3 separate regions of the Mus musculus genome follow, and regions 1 and 2 are each linked to region 3. A link is a contact called in public HiChIP or PLAC-seq and promoter capture Hi-C data. All regions are on one chromosome and are shown on one strand. Each heading gives the region's core, a stretch centred on a gene start, on an enhancer-like site or on the middle of the called end of the contact. The rest is flanking DNA. Distances are from core to core; before and after follow the strand shown. Region 1 overlaps Mcph1 (microcephaly, primary autosomal recessive 1). Region 2 overlaps Mcph1 (microcephaly, primary autosomal recessive 1). Region 3 holds the start of Xkr5 (X-linked Kx blood group related 5).

The links. Promoter capture Hi-C pulls out the DNA fragments that hold promoters and counts their contacts. HiChIP or PLAC-seq counts read pairs in DNA pulled down with a chosen protein or histone mark.
Region 1: a contact with region 3 is called in an H3K4me3 HiChIP or PLAC-seq map of stem cell-derived neural progenitor cells, with 2.1 times the contacts expected there. The contact joins the enhancer-like site here to the promoter of Xkr5 in region 3. A contact is called at or near these places in 4 of 39 promoter capture datasets (the C10 cell line, the SN4741 cell line and pre-B cells) and 2 of 115 datasets of contacts at active chromatin or transcription factors (embryonic stem cells and stem cell-derived neural progenitor cells).
Region 2: a promoter capture Hi-C map of hematopoietic stem and progenitor cells shows a contact between it and region 3. The contact joins the enhancer-like site here to the promoter of Xkr5 in region 3. A contact is called at or near these places in 1 of 39 promoter capture datasets (hematopoietic stem and progenitor cells), 1 of 115 datasets of contacts at active chromatin or transcription factors (bone marrow-derived macrophages) and 1 of 9 other capture datasets (adipose tissue).

What each region holds. Positions count from the first base shown.
Region 1 is chr8:18,724,507-18,727,960 of GRCm38.p6, reverse strand. The region is part of intron 12 of Mcph1 (microcephaly, primary autosomal recessive 1); the gene reads right to left. All of the region lies in intron 1 of Angpt2 (angiopoietin 2), which reads left to right. Among named protein-coding and RNA genes, the nearest start is that of Angpt2, 15 kb to the left of the region's middle. Within about 2 kb of position 1,365, at least 69 of the 459 cell types and tissues checked have an H3K27ac peak or open chromatin away from gene starts, as enhancers often do. A contact at or near this core is called in the SN4741 cell line and stem cell-derived neural progenitor cells, where this site is marked.
Region 2 is chr8:18,799,684-18,802,934 of GRCm38.p6, reverse strand. Mcph1 (microcephaly, primary autosomal recessive 1) reads right to left here. Exons shown (of 14, transcript NM_173189.3): 14 at 1-1,529. The coding sequence ends at 1,474. Among named protein-coding and RNA genes, the nearest start is that of Agpat5, 45 kb to the left of the region's middle. Within about 2 kb of position 1,579, at least 16 of the 459 cell types and tissues checked have an H3K27ac peak or open chromatin away from gene starts, as enhancers often do. A contact at or near this core is called in hematopoietic stem and progenitor cells, where this site is marked.
Region 3 is chr8:18,948,664-18,952,305 of GRCm38.p6, reverse strand. Xkr5 (X-linked Kx blood group related 5) reads left to right here and starts at 1,331. Exons shown (of 7, transcript NM_001113350.2): 1 at 1,331-1,430; 2 at 3,564-3,642. The coding sequence starts at 1,373. It overlaps Gm40464 (a long non-coding RNA gene), which reads right to left and starts at 2,039. Exons shown (of 3, transcript XR_870173.3): 1 at 1,876-2,039.

The sequences.
Region 1 (3,454 bases), core at 116-2,615, 220 kb after region 3:
ACTAGCTTCTCACTCAGGCCTGATGTTGCTACCTTGCCGCTGTTTTCAACCTTTCCCATCATCAAGGCGTAGGGAAAGACTGGCATATACAAGTTTCCCAAACTAGAGCTTGCTCCTGTGAACTCTGAGAGCTTTCTTCCTTTCGTAGGTCTTCCTGGATAGCACTGCCCTCCAACAGGTGAGGTGTGCTCACTACACACAGCTCACACGGCTCAGAACTTCTCTCTGAGAGCCGGCTGTCCCCTGCTGCCAGGGCAGTTACCAGGACTACTCGACATGCAGGGAAGGTACCAGGAGAACAGAGTTCCTTGGCTGAAACTGGCCCACGTGGGGCTCCTGGCTGCTGGGGATAAAGGGTAGGGAGGATTCGGGTCCTCACTTCTGCTTTTCCATTGTATTTCCAAGGCAGCTGTTGCCTTAGTAGGGACTTTGCCCTCTAAGGCAATGTGAGTCATCAAAGAGGCTGGGGGCTGAAGGATTGAGGAATGGGGAAAGATCTTGGTTGGTCTGCACCTCGCAGCTGGAAAATACTGGAACAGAAGCAAAGCACTGGGAGCAAATTCTCCACTTCAGCTCTAACTTTGGCCTTGAACGTCACCCCAGGTGGGGGCCAAGATTCAGAGGAACGAAACACTCAGAATGTGGATCCCAACAAGCAGTAAAACCCCAGGGCAGGTCCTTCTACCAGGGGACTCAGTAAGTGACAGAGATGCAACATTAAAGCTGGCACCCACACTTTGTAAACTTGACACTGAATTCCTACAGCCGAAGGAAACTGTCGAGATCAAATTAAAGCAGATCATGGGGATTTAGGCCAAGTCACAGGATAACCGCAGTGAGCTTTGGCTTGAAAATGGGGCAGGATGAGTCATATTTTGATTAAGACAAACAGATCTAACAATACGAAAAAAACAAAAACCAAACTCTACTACTGCAGTCTTCTGTGTTTGCCCCTCATTCCCACAAAGTACGCCAAGCAGGGCAAACTCTGAGTGAACTGTGGGGCTAATGTCATTGTGGCTCTGAAAAAAGAGGTCCACTTAGATGGCCTCAGTGATATCATTAATGAGCCCCCAAAGAAGTAGCAGACTGGGCCAGCTGCTCTGTGATCCCAAGTGGTACCACAGCCCCTAGCCTCACTGGTAAGTAGAATATAATTCTTAAAACTCACTGTCCCCCTTTATTTTGTGAGTAAAAATCCAAGCACGCAGGAGAAAAATCAGTTCTGAATGGCACGCTTTTTATAACTTGTGGCAGCAGGGTGAAAGGGCACAGGAATTTTCCACTAGCTTCCAACTGAACAGCCCTGCATGCAAGGCAAGAGGGCTGGGGAGAGGGGCAGACCTCCGAACTGCATCTAATTATGGGAAAATGACTCAGGTCCCTTGTACTTTCACCACAAGCTTCTGGAGAGGCACGCCGAGGCTTTCCCTCAGAGACGGCTGTGGCGCTCAAGTCAATGTGGCTTTCCTATATAACTGAGTGTCCTAGAATTGTTCACCTAAGAACAAGTGAGGACTGGATGGGCGCACTGTAAATCATGAGCAAGCAGTAGTTGGCAAGATCGCCCTTTGAAAGCCAATGCCCACTTCTGCACTTCTGCCTACCACAAAATGCACTGGCCAGGGGCAGGCGGAGTCCCACGGCACCACACGCTGCTCTGAGAACATGCCATCAGGTACTTGGGAAAGCTGCTCACCTGAAGGGGGATAGGGCCTCAAAGCATCACAAGCTAGAAAAACACTCAAGTCTAAGACCTCTTCTAAGGCCCCGCTAAGGTCTTAGACACTCTGCACTTCTGTTCATGTTTCTAGTTTGCTGACAAGCACACAGATAGCAACTAAAGGCAATGTCTTGACTGGAGGCAGGGAAGGAGGAGGAGGGCTGGGTCTCCAATCGAAATCCCACAGAGGGCAAGGCTCTGGCCAATGTGTTTCCACTTTTCTTAGTTCCTGGTATCCAGAGTGTCTCAGTAATTATTACTTCTTTCATAGCACCCCTAGGTTGAAACAAATACTTAATAAATGAATTGACTAGTACATTAGGTCCAAATGATTTAAACACTTAGCAGTCATTTCAACACATAAATGCACACAAACTGCAAGAAATAAATGACCCTTTGTTTACTTTTTTTTTTTTTGACAAAGTATTGTTATGTAGTCCAGGCTGACCTTCAGTTTGCCTCAGCCTTCTGAATGGAGTTGTTTCTTAAGTATGAATGGAGTGGATTTAGCCTATAGGCAGCACAATGTTCCTTTGGAGTCAAAGTGGACACTGCCCCAGTGAGTTCTAGTTCATCTTCTATCCTGCCAGGCTTGCTTTCTGCAAGAGCGGCCACCAGAAACTCAGCTTCACAGAAGGACGATCAGACATTACAACTGGGGGGCTCTGAGCCTCTGGCTCCTCTAACAGTAGACAGAGTTGAATGCTGTGAGTTTTCCTTGAGCATTTTAAAACTCCCCTCCATGGTATTGTCTGCTCACTGCAGGCACTCAGGATGCCTTAGTGTGGACTTTGGAGTCTGTGCTAATTTGTTCAACTTGACTCCTCCTCCTCCTCTTCCTCCTCCTCCTCTTCCATTCAGAGCAAGGCCTCATGTAGCCCAGGCTATCCTTGAACTCATTATATAGTGGAGGATGTCCACAAACCTTTGATCCCTCTGCCTCCACCTCCTAAGTCCCAGGAGTACAGGTGTTGGTGACCAAAACTAGCTTATATGGTGCTAGGGACTGACCCCAGAGCTTCATGCACACTAGGTAAGCACTATAAATGAGCACTACAACTTGCCATTTATATGACAAGCTCCTCAGTATCTCTATGTTACTTTTCCCAACGAGGAATGGAAAACTTAAACAAGCTGGCCCAGGAGCTCCTATGGAGCTGAGCTGCAACTTGCCTCTCCGTGGAGATGCCTGCAGGAGAGCTTCAAAGACAGTGGCAAGTCCCTCCCTAGCCACTCGGTCCTGGCACAGCCAGGCTTCCACATTGCTACTCAAAGCATGACACACTTAGTGCACTGGAGGAACCCAAGACAGAATTAAATCCACCCAGCTGGCTCGTATCACTTCCTCAGAGCGCTGCGGCCTCACTCCACCGAGCACCGGGCAGAGCCACCATCCACAGTACAGCTTAAGTTCTCTCTGCCACTGGACTCCATCAAATGCAATGCATGACTCAGACATTTCTTTATTTGTTATTTATTTTTAGACTAATGGGAACTGTATGAATTCTTTCTTGGGCTTCCAAGGGCACATGCCTTTTATGCTTGATCCGGAAAGAGTCATGTTTCGGAATGCTAAATTACAATTTACCTAACTGAATCCTTTAACTGTCCTCAGGCAGCTAGAACAGTTTCATCCACAGTTCAAGGCCAGTGAACTTGAATCCCCAAGTTCATGCTCCAGGCGTTACGCAGGTAGTCCCAGGTAAAAGGTACAAACTCACCCATGTTAAG
Region 2 (3,251 bases), core at 330-2,829, 150 kb after region 3:
ACTATCATCCAGCAACACATGACATCATCAACCATCACCCAGAACAACATGACATCATCAACTATCACCCAACGCAACGTGACATCATCAACTGCTTTCCCACTGGGCTTTACACCTGCACTCTGCTCATGGGGCGAGGAGCAAGTCTGTAGAGCATCCATGCCATAGGATAGTGTTTGGCAACAAAAAGAAATTACGTGCTGACACACATGACATGAATGAACCATCAGAGCATTAATTGTACAGGGAACAAGGCCAATGCCAGAGTCACAAACTGTACGCTTTAATTGCTTATCTCGGAGATGACAAGGTTTTGGAAGTGGTGTTGAGGCTTCCTGAGATGGAAACAGCAGCTGACATGAGTCGTAACACAGAAAACTACAGTGAGCTGAGCACTGCTTTTAAGCTCACTGGGACTCAGTGTCTGTTAGGTGACGGAGCAGCATGACATGTGGTGGCACTAGACTACAGCCCAACACTGGGGACACCAACAAGAGGAGGTCTGCAAGCCCCAGGCCAGTCTCCCGTGTCGACACACTGAAGAGTGATTGACCTGATGATGGCACGTCCAGCCTTTTCACAGTGTAATACAACGTGGTCATCTAGAGTTCACCCGGAAGAATTGTGCAATTGAGTTACAACCCCGCTGGGGTTGGGGGAAATATATGTACACACAAATCTCTTAATACTTTTAAATATGTTTATAATTTTATATGAGCTACATTCTAGGTACCCTTAAACAAGTTTGATACATGGGTCATGGGTTGGACACCTTTGACAGAACTCTACCCCAGAAGCTGACTTTCCTTAGGGAACCTCAGGGGAGTCAGTAGAGGCAGAGTGGTAGACATTCGCAAGGTCGGTGAATAAAACGTTCATACCTGTCTTCCTTAGTTGTTCTGAGGGGCATCTCAAGGGACATAATTGCAATCTTAATAATGCATGATTGTCCTTCCTATCTAGACACAACATGCTAATAAAGATCTCAGCGTCTAAGTCAGAAGAGTTAGGGAGCTATTTGATTGTTTAGGACTACAGCAATTTAAATCAACTTCCATTCTATAATTGGGAACAAGTATCTCAAGGACAAAGGTTCTGTGACCTTTCCATCATGATCATTATTAGTATTGTATAAAGTACCCAACTGGTGCTGGTCAAGACTTCTCTGAAATACAATGAGTCATGAATAAGTTACATAAAGAGTTTTAAGGATAAAAGCTGGAGATGTAGTTCCACAGTACAGTGCTTACTTAGCAAGCCTTGGATTTAATCTCTAGACACCTAGACACACACACACACACACACACACACACACACACACACACACACACACACACACCACATACCCTCTGAAGATAAAAACCATAGCACACAAAGTGACATGTGACTTCAAGCCCTAAGGTGTCTGCTGGTTCCTTTTCTCCAGAGTTGTTCTTCTTGAGTGTTGAGGATAGCAGCCTCATTGTAGATGTCTCACTGTAGCAGTTGGTAGTTGTTAAAGTCACAGATCTTGTGTTGGGTGATGGAATCTAGAGAAAGAAAAATCAGCTTGACAGTTAAGATAGCTAGTTGCAACACAGGAAATCCACTTCCCCCACCCCCGACCCTCCCTTGTCAGTATAGCCCTGGAAATCACTTTGTAGACCGGGCTGACCTCAATTCGACCTTGCGAATGTCTACCACTCTGCCTCTACTGACTCCCCTGTGGATACCTGCCTCTCCTCCCAAGTGCTGGGATTAAAGGTGTGCACCACCACTGCTCTGTTATGATCCTTTATTGTATGCTTCACAAGATGATAGTTTAAACATCTTAAATGTTTCAGAGCTCTCCATAGTCTCAGTTGTTCTTATAGTACTCTCGATTTTAAAAATAAAATGAAATAAAGTAAAACAAAGTAATACCAGTCACACCGGCCCCTGATTAATCCAGTTGACAGTCCCTTGTCCTATTAGGTTGTATCACAGTGAGGACATTCCTACCAGGGCAGATATTCTGTTGGACGGAGCTGGGACAGCTGTCTTTAACGATACCTGAGCTCTAATCTCAGTGAGCTACTTCAATACCCACTGTTAGAAGGCAGATTATAAATATTTAATTTTAATTATATTAATTATGATATCTAGACTGTGCCAGGCTGTCTACCCGCTAGGGATTCCATGATGAATACAAAGGTAGGCACAGTTCCTAAAACCCAGTTTGTGGCTCAATGGATGAGGTTGGAATGGGGGAATGCTAGAGTCTTGCAGTTTGAAGCTTCATTGCTTTATGAAACTATCTGGTCCCAGGGAAAGCTGGTGAGCTAGTCAGCTGGTCAGAGTAGTGGGATGTGTAATGTTCCACAGACTTATGTTGAAAGCTCAGTCCCCAGCTGGCATGGCTACTTTGGGAAGTGCTGGAAACTTTAGGGGTAAAGCCAAGCAGAAGTGGGTGGCTGAGTCCTTTGTTTGGGTCCTGCCCTGGCTCTTTCTTCTCACTCCCTAAGTTTCATAGCTGCTATAAGCTGTATAAGCTCTGCTGTGTACAACCCCCCAATCTTGAGGTTCTGTCTGCCTATGCCCCCAAGACAGTAGAACCAGCCAACCATGCATTGGGCCACAACATATCCTTCCTCTTGTGTCATTTTTCTCAGGAATTTTGTCACAAGAACAAAAATTGTGACTAATACACTATCATTTGTCAATACTAAGATGCTTACTACACATAACTGTCTTACTACAAAAACAGAAAAGGAACACGGCTGCCTGGTGGTGACAAGCTTAATTACAATGATTACAGGCCATCTCCCATGAGACAGCTATATAATCAGTTAGACAATAATATCTGAAGGGCCTTGAAGAGGGAAGCCTATTGGAAGATGGACCTCTATGGTGGCTGAGTGGAACAAGGGAGGAGAAAGACTGGTTCATTCTAGAAATAAAAAATAGAAAATAAATGGGCAGTAGAAGAAATAGAAAAGCTCATCTTAGTTTTGGCTTAAGGAACTGTTCCAGAATGTCACTGCTGCCTTCCTGTATAGATATGCTTCCATATAAGAGTGTGAGCTGGAGAGGGGTTCCCTGGGGGACGTCAGAAGAGGGAAGCACACTAACTACACCCACAGCACTGTATATCAAGACAACTCTTGTCAGGATGGGCTGTCTGCAATGTTGCAGTAGGCCCCATGCTTCATACCTTCCCTGCAATGCGCGCTGCAGGATGCTATGTCTTTTGCCCTTTGTCTTGTATGAGCTTTTGCCATGTAAAAGCTATT
Region 3 (3,642 bases), core at 82-2,581:
TTTGTCTCTCCAGGAAGTCTGTCTCACAAGAGCCTCCCCTGAGTCAGGTCTAGAGACAGTGTCATTAGTCTAATGAAGGCACCTCACCTCCTGCCATAGCAGACTGGTAAAAGATAACACATTAGCCAAGGAGGAAACGTAACTGGATAAGTGCTGTGAAGAAAAGAAAGGTAGAGAGAAGGGAGGCTGGTGGCACAGGAGGTGTGATTATGAACCAACCACCTTTGCCACACAGCCAATCAAATAGAATAGAATCAGATAGAATATCCCAGCTGGAATCCCCAGTTGTGTCTTCCAGCTGACCCTTCTGCGATCTCCATTTATAGGATTCTGAACCTGGGGGGCCATGTCCCTCCACACTGGACACAGCACACAAGACAGACCAGAGAGGCAGCCAACGTCCTGATCCCCCACCTTGCCTGCCTTGGACTGTTTTTAACAAATGAAATATAGAATATGTTTTTATTTCTCAAACCGTACACCTAGGAATTTGGATGGGGAGTGTGGTGGGATGTTTTAAGGCTAAAAATGTTGAGAAATGTATTGAAATGTTCCCCACCCATCACTAATCATGAACAGCATTTATTTCCAGTCCTAATTTGTGTATTCTTATTCCTTCGCAAGAATTCTATGGGGCAGAATCGCTGTAGGCCTGACCTCTACTTAGTAATTTCCTGCCACGCCTGCTCAAGGGTTATAAAACATTTTTCCGCTGGGCATGGACGATTCAGAACAATCTTTGTCCCCACGTCCACAGTCCTGTGTAACCTCTACATCGAAACAAATGTCAGGGTGATGCTTTCCCATCTCCCAGAAAGACTTTCCGTGGGAAGGTTTACTTCTGGCTTTGGGGGATCTGGATTAACCCCTCAAGGATACCTGGGAGAAAGGTCTGAAAGCAAAGCGGCTATTAAAGGCTCAGATGCCATTTTAGGCGTGTTTCCTTTCCCTTTTCTGGACACACAACTGAAATTTTTCAAAAGTCCCAATCAGCTTTTCAAATTCCTCCTCCCATGATACACATACACACATACACCACTCTGACTAGTAGTTAAGTGGACTCTGTTTTGAGCAAACCCGCTGACTATGACCACCCAGTGACTAACCCATTTCGCTTCAGAACAAACCCATTGTGTCTTACAGCCGTTAGGAGGCTGGGACAGCATGCAAATCTGACACAGACCGCGAGACTGCCCCCTAAGAACCTGTCGGTTCCTCCTGCCCCCTGTCCCCGCCTTCACCCCAACCCTACTAGCAACTTGGTAACTGACTGGGAAGAAAAGCCTCCTGTCTTGGGGCCCCAAGCCGGAAGCCTCCCCAACCCGGTCCCGGGCAGGGGAAGGGGCGGGCACAGGCAGCAGCAGCTCAGAAGATGCACGCGGGGCTCCTGGGGCTCTCTGCCCTGCTGCAGGCGGCCGAGCAAAGCGCGCGTGAGTGAGGCGCAGCCCGCGAGTGCTCACCCCTCCAATACCCTACTCCAACCCAGTGTGCGGGGCACATCTACCACCGCTGTGCCTCCTCCTCCTCCGGCAGGCAGGCAAGCGGCGAACACTGCGCCGGTGCACGCACGATGATCTCCCGTCCTAGCCTGCAGAGCACTCCCTGTGTGATCCCCTCACCATGCATGATTTCCTCCATCCAGTTAGACATCCCTCCATGCATGGATCCTCCCCATACTCCAAACCCGGAGCCCTGAGTCCCTTCTCTCTCCTCTCGCTGGTGCTCTGCAAAGAGCTGCGTGAGGAGGCTACTTTGGAGCGCCAGCACTTGGTGAGGCGCCCTGGCTCCCTGGACACCCGGGCTCCGGGCTGGGGTGGCATGCGATCCAAGAGCTGGGAGAGGTGGAGGGGTGGGATCCCAAAGGACACTGGTTACCCTTTCGAGATTGTGACACAGCAGAACGCTGGTTTACTGAAGACAAGGGTCCTGTGGGTAGCGGAGATGAAGCAAGATGGCCATAGTTTTCGCGCCTTTCGCGTTTGAATTTGTAACCCTTTCAGTGCTGGCATAGAGTGCCTCCGCCCACTTCTGCCACTCTCCTACAAGGCCCGGTCCCTGGGGAAACTCCACCATCCGGATCCAACAAGGTTCCGCGTCCCTTCTTGGACATGGTATCTCTGAAATTTACCTCTGATTTACAGAATAATCCCTGCAGATTCCCGTCCCCAACACCCACTCAGAATCCCAAAGGGCGCTAGTTTAGGCCCTAAGAGACTAGGAAGTACACTGTTGCCCATAGTGGCCTAGTCCCCTAGCTTTCCAACAGGAAAAGAATGGATGTTTAGCAGGAAGCTTGTCAGTGCACTGAACATAACCTGGGACTGAGAAAGGAATAGTGGCTATTCTCTTCCCATAGCTGATGGGTTCCCGGCTCTGCCTCCAAGCAGTGAGGTTTGTGCCTACTGATCTACATTCCTTGGTAATCCTAGAAAACTCAGGACAACGGTAGTGTGAAAGGGTCCCTGAGTACCCTCCACAATCCCCCTCAGTAATCAGTAATACCAACACAGCTTCTCGCTGACATCCGAGGTTATATAGGTGGAGCCTGGTCTGATGGCATAGGCGTATAATCCAAGCCAATGAAGAGGTTGGGGGTGGATGAACGTGGTGAGTTCTAAACCTAACTAGGCTGCAGAAAGAGTTTAAAGCTAGCCTGTGCAACTTAGCAGAACATTGTCTCTAAATAAACAGAAAAGTGGACTCGGGGATAGCAGAGGCCTTACCTAGCACAGGAACTGCCCTGAGTTCAGTCCTTAGAAACACAAAACAAAAGAAAATCCAAAGCCAGCCTCACACAGAACCAGCTATGACTGAAGTCCAGCACATGCAGCCCTGGTTGGCTGTAACCGTGTGGTGACTCCAGGTCACTCCTGGTTGTTGGGTCCCCCAGGTACTTAGCACATATGCGGTGTAACCCCACAGACATACCACTACCACTATGCCTGTCTTATCGCTAGCAGGCCCTGTGGGCTCCTTGCTAATGGTAAGGATGCTGTGCTGGTTATGTTGAGACCTGGGTTCCTTTGAGGTTTGGTTTGGTTTGGTTATGTTTTGTTTTGTTTTGTTTTGTTTTGTTTTGTTTTGTTTTAGTTAAATGATCTGTTGGATAGAACAGACTTAAGAAAGATCACAGTTCCTAGGGATAAGAGGCAGGGCATACTGAGTGGGGCCATATGGAAAGACTCAGTTGATCAGGAGCCAGAACCTCTGCTGGAACTTCATCAAACAAGACAGGCTGACCATGGCGAATAGATTTGGAGGACTTGTTTTCTATGGGTACTTTTTTGTGAGCTTTGGGCTACAGATAGGTCCCTAGTCACTTGGCCCCTGACCTTGGACAGACTAAGGCAGAGAAATAGCATTTCCTAGGGTACATGGGTCTAAATCAGAAGCTCTGAGTTGGATAGAGTGCATACCACAGGCACATTCTTGGAAGAACACTGTGTTGTCTGTGGCAGAAAGGCTTCAGGCTGTCAGAGCACCGTAACATACAGAAGACACGTGTATATGAAACATTGCCTAACTCTGTCATTTCAACACCCCTCATCTTGTCTTTACCCCAGGCCTCTGCTCCATAGTTTTCTACTTTGCCACGGGTCGTCTCCTCTGGGGGTGGCTGGCCCTTTCTGTCCTCCTGCCCGG